2 separate regions of the Oncorhynchus mykiss genome follow, and region 2 is linked to region 1. The links are chromatin contacts, called in public Hi-C maps. All regions are on one chromosome and are shown on one strand. Each heading gives the region's core, a stretch centred on a gene start, on an enhancer-like site or on the middle of the called end of the contact. The rest is flanking DNA. Distances are from core to core; before and after follow the strand shown.

Region 1 (3,506 bases), core at 577-3,076:
ACCACGTACTTGTGGTCGAGTAAGGCCAGGAGCTTGGGGTTTGCGGTGACATCCTGCTGGGTGAGGACATGGCGAAGCTGCTCCACGGTGGAGCGCTGCTCGGCGTCCCCCAGGAAGAGGCTGTGGAAGCGGCTGTAGAAGCCATCCACCACCCCCTTCAGGCTGCAGCGCACCATGTCCAGGTGGAGGTAAACGAAGAGTGGGTACAGGACGCAGCTCACCTCCTGGCCCCATGGCAACACCGCTTCTGGACCAGAGAAAATAAACAAAGAGTAGGGCCGCGTTCCTATGCCAACAATAACTAGCATAGCATTTACAATACATTGCTTAATACTAAGTGGTAAGCTAGTACGGACACTGGAACATAGCCCAATGTTGCATAGCAGCGTACATATCATCAGACTCTATGCAATTGTGAAGTACCTGAAAGAAAATTGCGAAGTCTGGAAAATTGGGTCTCGTACTGTTGAGGGTCAGCTTGGCAAGGGGCAGCAGAGACAATGTTTGCACACCCCGACTCTGTCTGCACTGCTCAAAGAAAGAGAGACAATTAGATTAGGTATATGTCCATGAGTAATCACCTGGTACTACTCATCCTAAACTAAAAGATAATGCTTGAGCTTCTCAATAAGTGAGATTTGCTTAATCATGTCTGCAAAAATAGTTGGCATCCTTCCCCCATTACATCTGTGATACTAGTTTAACTTGATTTGGTCATAGATCTTTGCAGAAGATACCGTCCAGCTGCCACTTCAAAGCCTCACCTGTGAGGTTGGCAGCCATCTCCTCTGCGGACTGGGACAGTTTAGTCCCCTTCAGGGAACTTTCAGTGTCCACATACTGCCTCCGCTTCAGGTACTGAGCTACAGTGTACTGGATCTGCTCCGTGCGTACCCGCTTCATAACCTCGGGAAAATATGAAATAGTATAACACCATGGGCAAAAGCAAATGTTTACCTGCATTAAGACGTTGTTTATCTGCTGTAACTTACTGCATTGCATTTCCATAAATGAGTTAACTCCATACAAACACTGCTAGAAATTAGATAGCTCTATTAATAACTTGCTGGAATTACAGACCCATGAGTAACTCACTTCAGTAGTGTTGAAGAGAAAAATGTGCTATATGGCTAGCTAGCTAACACTTTCCAACACAACAACCATTCAATAGAACTGCTAGCAAGGGTCACCATGCAAACTTGGGAGAATCATGAATGACGTGCGTACAAGTGAGCAACAAATGCACTGGTAAAATGATGCACCAAACAGCTTAAGCAAAGAGTATTGCAGTCCTGTCATTAGCAAGCTAGCCAGCAGCTAACGTTAGCTAAGCTAGCTTAGTCGATAGAAGGGCCACACGGCCCTTTCGGAACTTTAAGCCGGTTTAGCGAAAAACATCTTATCAACAACAACTTGGCCACTCACTGCATATCGTGCTGATATTCTTCGTTGTCAATTACAGCTATTGAGGAGATTATATTTATGCAATGTGATTGTTTTTTATCACAAATATCCCGTTGCCTATCGTAGCAACCCCATCACGTATGTCCCCCCTTCCATCAAATAGCAGCTTGCTCTCATCTTGCAGTCATCGATCGATTGACTTATCTTGCCTGAATGTGATGGCAAAAAAAACTATTTTGTGTTCTGTTTACTGACAACCAAAACACTACAACTAGCTACTTGCAAAAGTCAATAAATTCACAATCAGTAATAGTGTAATGCTGATTTTAATTGAAGGGGTTATTCGTAACAATTAGTGGCCAAACAAATGTATTCAATGGCACGATCTAGTGGACCAACTATGTACTGCGAATTTGATTTTGTATTTCATGACGTATATTTAATGCGCCTGAAGTTTCATATTGTGCGCGCAAAATAAGAAGAGCTGTCTGAATTAATATTGAGCATTTTGGGGCATAGCTACGATGTTTAGCCCTCGTCCCACCCGTTGTTCAGGCCGAAGGCAGTCCTCAAGGGTCACCGGTAGAAAGAGTCTCGCCGGTACACCTACAGGGCTTCTTTTTTCCCCACGTAGGACGTCGTTAGCATCGAGGTGAGTGTCCATACTCCATCATGCCATTGTCAACAGTGTCTCTTCAGGCACAGTCAATGGTGGAGTGTTTTTAAACAACTGCTGGCCCTCTCATTTCCAGATCAACTCCCACGCGTGTGCAGAGCTACTCAACTTCAGAAGCACTCCACTTCGATGTCCAGACGTTTGGCTCTTCTCTACCTGTCAAAGTCATGGAGGCTTTGACTATGGCTGATGGTGGGTCATTGACTCTTTCCTGTCATTATCTCTCTGCGAGTTATACATACTGTAGAATGCATTGTACAGGTCATCCCGATCAATGCTCTACTCTCCCACGGGTTTTGTGTCCCTCAGCTGATGACCAGATCTCTGTGAAGGTGGATGAGAGTGGCTGGGCCTGGATGGTGTGTGGAGAGCGACTGATCATCTGGAAGATCTGCCAGACTGCTGTTGCAAAGGTACAGTTCAGTGGGTCACACCGTAGCAAAGCGCTTTGAAACGGAACACAAAATGAGCCCTCCTTATTGGGCAAGTCCAGGTAGAACCCTACCACTTTGTGTCACTCCGTTTCAAAACTGGATACACAACCCTGGTTGATAATGATGAGATATGCAACACATTGATGCAGTGTGTCCTATAATAACAAAAAAAAACATGCAGTGCCAATGCGTGAACCTTCTCTGTTGTGTTTCCTAGTTGTCAGTATGTAAGGGCCTCCAGCTGCCAACTAGTGAGTTTGTCTACTATGCTGACCTCATCTCGATATCATCTCCCAGCCCTCTGGAGACTTCCACTGTTCAGGTAATCAATGACTATATCACTAATCAGGAAACTAAACTATTCAACCTCCAAAGGTGGGAACTCATCACACATGTCTGCCTAATGACTTAACTGTTAGCTGTTGAGCAGCTAGCCTGAGTGCCAGTCTCTTTCTGCTTTAGCCTACTTGTTGTTGTCTTGACAAGGCATTCCTGACTGAATAAGCTGGCACCCAGGCTAATAATCAGGAACAAATGAACTGAAATTCCAATCAACTCACCATCAGTCATGGTTGTTTGCTGTTGTGGGACTTTGTCTTGAATGCTCAGTCTATCTCTGTCATGGCGGTGGCTCCGGAGGGAACAGCCCGGTTCTGGCCCAGTTTGGCCCACGAGGGGAATTACGCTGAGACTGTGGTCGACATGGGCGAAAACCTCTGCAACTTTGTTGTGGCTGTTAGGGTAAGTTGGTATGTTGTGGATGCATTGTTCTTCAAATCACATTTATTGGTCATATACACATGGTTAGCAGATGTTAATGCGAGTGTAGCGAAATTCTTGTGCTTCTAGTTCTGACAGTGCAGTAATATCTAACAAGTAATCTAACAATTCCCCAACAACAACCTAATACACACATCTAAAGGGGTGAATGAGAATATGTACATATAAGTATATGGATGAGCGATGGCCGAGCGGCATAGGCAAGGTGCAAT
Region 2 (3,813 bases), core at 867-3,366, 180 kb after region 1:
TGGTCTCCTGAGGGATCTCCTCCCAGACCTGGACTAAAGCATCCGCCAACTCCTGGACAGTCTGTGGTGTGGCGTTGGTGGATGGAGCGAGACATGATGTCCCAGATGTGCTCAAATGGATTCCGGTCTGGGGAACGGGCGGGCCAGTCCATAGCATCAATGCCTTTCTCTTGTAGGAACTACTGACACACTCCAGCCACATGAGGTCTAGCATTGTCTTGCATTAGGAGGAACCCAGGGCCAACCACACCAGCATATGGTCTCACAAGGGGTCTGAGGATCTCATCTCGGTACCTAATGGCAGTCAGGCTACCTCTGGCGAGCACATGGAGGGCTGTGCGGCCCCCCAAAGAAATGCCACCCCACACCATGACTGACCCACCGCCAAACCGGTCATGCTGGAGGATGTTGCAGGCAGCAGAACGTTCTCCACGGCATCTCCAGACTCACGTCTGTCACGTGCTCAGTGTGAACCTGCTTTCATCTGTGAAGAGCACAGGGCGCCAGTGGCGAATTTGCCAATCTTGGTGTTCTCTGGCAAATGCCAAACGTCGTGCACGGGTGTTGGGCTGTAAGCACAACCCCCACCTGTGAACGTCGGGCCCTCATACCACCCTCATGGAGTCTGTTTCTGACCGTTTGAGCAGACACATGCACATTTGTGGCCTGCTGGAGGTCATTTTGCAGGGCTCTGGCAGTGCTCCTCCTGCTCCTCCTTGCACAAAAGCGGAGGTAGCGGTCCTGCTGCTGGGTTGTTGCCCTCCTACGGCATCCTCCACGTCTCCTGATGTACTGGCCTGTCTCCTGGTAGCGCCTCCATGCTCTGGACACTACGCTGACAGACACAGCAAACCTTCTTGCCACATCTCGCATTGATGTGCCATCCTGAATGAGCTGCACTACCCGAGCCACTTGTGTGGGTTGTAGACTCCGTCTCATGCTACCACTAGAGTGAAAGCACCGCCAGCATTCAAAAGTGACCAAAACATCAGCCAGGAAGCATAGGAACTGAGAAGTGGTCTGTGGTCCCCAACTGCAGAACCACTCCTTTATTGGGGGTGTCTTGCTAAATGCCTATAATTTCCACCTGTTATCTATTCCATTTGCACAACAGCATGTGAAATTTATTGTCAATCAGTGTTGCTTCCTAAGTGGACAGTTTGATTTCACAGAAGTGTGATTGACTTGGAGTTACATTGTGTTGTTTAAGTGCGTCACTATTCTCACCAAACGATAACAGCGCTGAATATGTAAGTCTCTGGATAAGATCCTCTGTTAAATGTAAATACAATGACTAGACGTTGACAGTTTTACCTGGTAGGGACTGCAAAGACATCGGGGTGGAGGTCAACCAAACCTAACCGTTTACTGTCCCGCCTCTCCAACGTCTCCACCCATGTCTGTACTGGGCTCAGGTGTACAGGGATGACAGCGTCACACCTCCCCAACACAGGAAGACTGGAGTCTGATGGAGGAGGGGGCCTCTGGAAAGAGACCGCAAGTCATCAATAGCTTTCTTACATCTGACCTAGTTGGAAATTAATGCTCTGAAAATGACAGACCAACGTTGCATTCAACTATTTTTGTGTCTGGACAGGGTCTTACAGTCTACATGCATCTGTATAGAACTTGTTTCTTCAAATTTACACAATCAGTTCAATGATCCATAGTGCATGATAGAAGGCAGTGAATGAAAAGGCAGACCTTACTTGCTCTTGCATGGTCCACGAGATTGGAAGGGATGCGTAAATTTGAGGGTAGAGCGTATGAAGCCAACTAAAAAGAGGACATCTGACAATGAAATTTGATATGTGCCAACAGTAATTTCAGCCACTACATCTTTATTTATCCTCAATAAAGTGACAGCTAGCTAAGTTAGCATTAGCCTAGCTTAACGCTCACCCTTTTAGAAATGCCTGGACCACACACTGTAACTGATATACGAAACATTTCTGTAAGCCTAATTAAGCCAACCAAATACGTGCGATTTCTTCAAAACAGTCTTTAAATAGATCATATTTTGAAACAAACATGCATTTCCTAGATATTTCTGTTTCCAAATAAGAAAGGTGGTGCTGATGTGTCGTCGCATACTGATGACGTTTATATTGCGTAAAGGCAAGCGTCATAAGATTGCCACCTAGTGGTGCGGAGGTGAACATCCCTAATAGATGAAGAAATAGTATAATTGTTTTTTCTAACAAATATTTATACAAAAACAGCAGTTGAGTTAAATTCTTTTGAATTCTCAGCTTGAAATATTGAATTTGCCAAACGTTATTTCAATGTTCAAAAGTAAGGGAAATAAGCATTGCTTGCTGTTTGGTGTTTTAGGCTGGGTTTCTGTACAGCACTTTGTGACATCAGCTGACAGTAAGAAGGGCTTTATAAATACATTTTATTGATAAGGATTACTGTCCGAATTGGTCAGAATAATGAAGCCTAGGCTAATGAATTTTGAAGTTGTTTTGAATGAATCAGTTTGTTGAATTCATGTAAAGAAAGAAAAAACAAAGATTTACAAAAGTTACTAAATGTAATTTTATTACAATGTAGCAAGTGTAGAGTAAAACTACCATTCGAATAGCTTATCAGCAGAACATAACAAACCTTTCATGCATTTTTTTAATCACTTGACAAAAGAAAGCTTTACACATTCATTTTCAACATGTTCATAACAAATACCAATGAATTTACATTTAAAAAAGTACAAATAAGTGCAAATAATCTGATGCTTGTTTTATATGTCACAGACATTTTCTGCATTATGTTTCAACAGAAGATTGTGATTCAAACCAACCTAAAAATACATTTAGTCAGTTGTCTGAACGCTATATAAGCTTTGAAAGCCAGAATGTTGACCCTTTTAAGTTCTCATCTTCTGGAACTTCAAGGTCCACATTTGATGCACTGAAGTCGAGACTTCTGAGTGTATGAGATCTACGGTTTGACTCTTCCTTGTGATGATTTTTCAGGCTCCCAGTTCCGTCTGGTACATCCCCTTTGAGGTGTTTGGGAAATACAGTGACCAAATATCCTTCTTGATCTTCAGACATTTTGGGGTTTGAACCATGAGTAAAATTTGGCATGGAAGTTCCAATTTCAGACTGTTTTGGACTCCTTTTTGTTCTGCCGGTTTCACCAGCTGGGGCTTTCCTATGATGTTTATTGCCCTTGAGGTCAGTTCTACTCAAATTTAAATCTGGCTGTGAAACCTCTACTCCATACCTTGGGGGTGGGAGTTTAGGAACTGAGGCGTTAATACTGGCAGGACTTGAGTCTATATCAAGGTCTGCTATTGTATGACTACCCAATTTAGAAGTCTTGGATTTGGGCATTTTTAATTTCCCTGTGGGATCATTAAGGTCTGAACCTCTCAGTTCCAAACCAGACGCTTCATACTCAACTTTTGGCAAATCAATATCTGCAATGGGATAACTGGCCCTTCCTTTGACCTTCCTAGACTTCCTATCAGTGTGTGGCAGTGTCACTTCTGTATCTATGTCTTCTGCTTGCACTTTTATATGCGTTCCACCTGGGATATCAGATCTGCGTTTACCATGAGATGACACTTTGTATTCTGGGCTTCTGGTATCAGCTTTGGGTAAACTCAGGCTGACATCTGGGTGACTAACTTTCAAGTCGGGTGCTTTTAGATTCACTTTAACCTTTGGAGGAGAAATGTAATTTGTTTTCATAAAGTCCATATGTGTACCTGCCCTTAGATTGGGACTTCCAAACTGAGGCAATTTAAAGGATGGCAGTTTGAATTTTTCAGATTGTATAGCAATGTCACTGTCTGGCAAATTGAGA

What was found. A called contact is a pair of places that touch in the nucleus more often than the background predicts.
Region 2: a contact with region 1 is called in a Hi-C map of liver, with 4 times the contacts expected there. The contact joins the promoter of LOC110495123 here to the promoter of LOC110493591 in region 1. A contact is called at or near these places in 2 of 3 Hi-C or Micro-C datasets (blood and liver).

Annotation. Positions count from the first base shown.
Region 1 is chr17:27,869,438-27,872,943 of USDA_OmykA_1.1, forward strand. LOC110493591 (nuclear pore complex protein Nup133) reads left to right here and starts at 1,827. Exons shown (of 26, transcript XM_021567951.2): 1 at 1,827-2,056; 2 at 2,157-2,272; 3 at 2,390-2,493; 4 at 2,732-2,836; 5 at 3,124-3,255. The coding sequence starts at 1,929. It overlaps LOC110493593 (TAF5-like RNA polymerase II p300/CBP-associated factor-associated factor 65 kDa subunit 5L), which reads right to left and starts at 1,776. Exons shown (of 5, transcript XM_021567954.2): 1 at 1,426-1,776; 2 at 765-906; 3 at 424-528; 4 at 1-244. The coding sequence starts at 903.
Region 2 is chr17:28,045,910-28,049,722 of USDA_OmykA_1.1, forward strand. LOC110495123 (39S ribosomal protein L4, mitochondrial-like) reads right to left here and starts at 2,117. Exons shown (of 7, transcript XM_036949569.1): 1 at 1,903-2,117; 2 at 1,710-1,776; 3 at 1,315-1,484. LOC118940388 (neuroblast differentiation-associated protein AHNAK-like) reads right to left here. Exons shown (of 1, transcript XM_036949568.1): 1 at 2,523-3,813. The coding sequence ends at 2,832.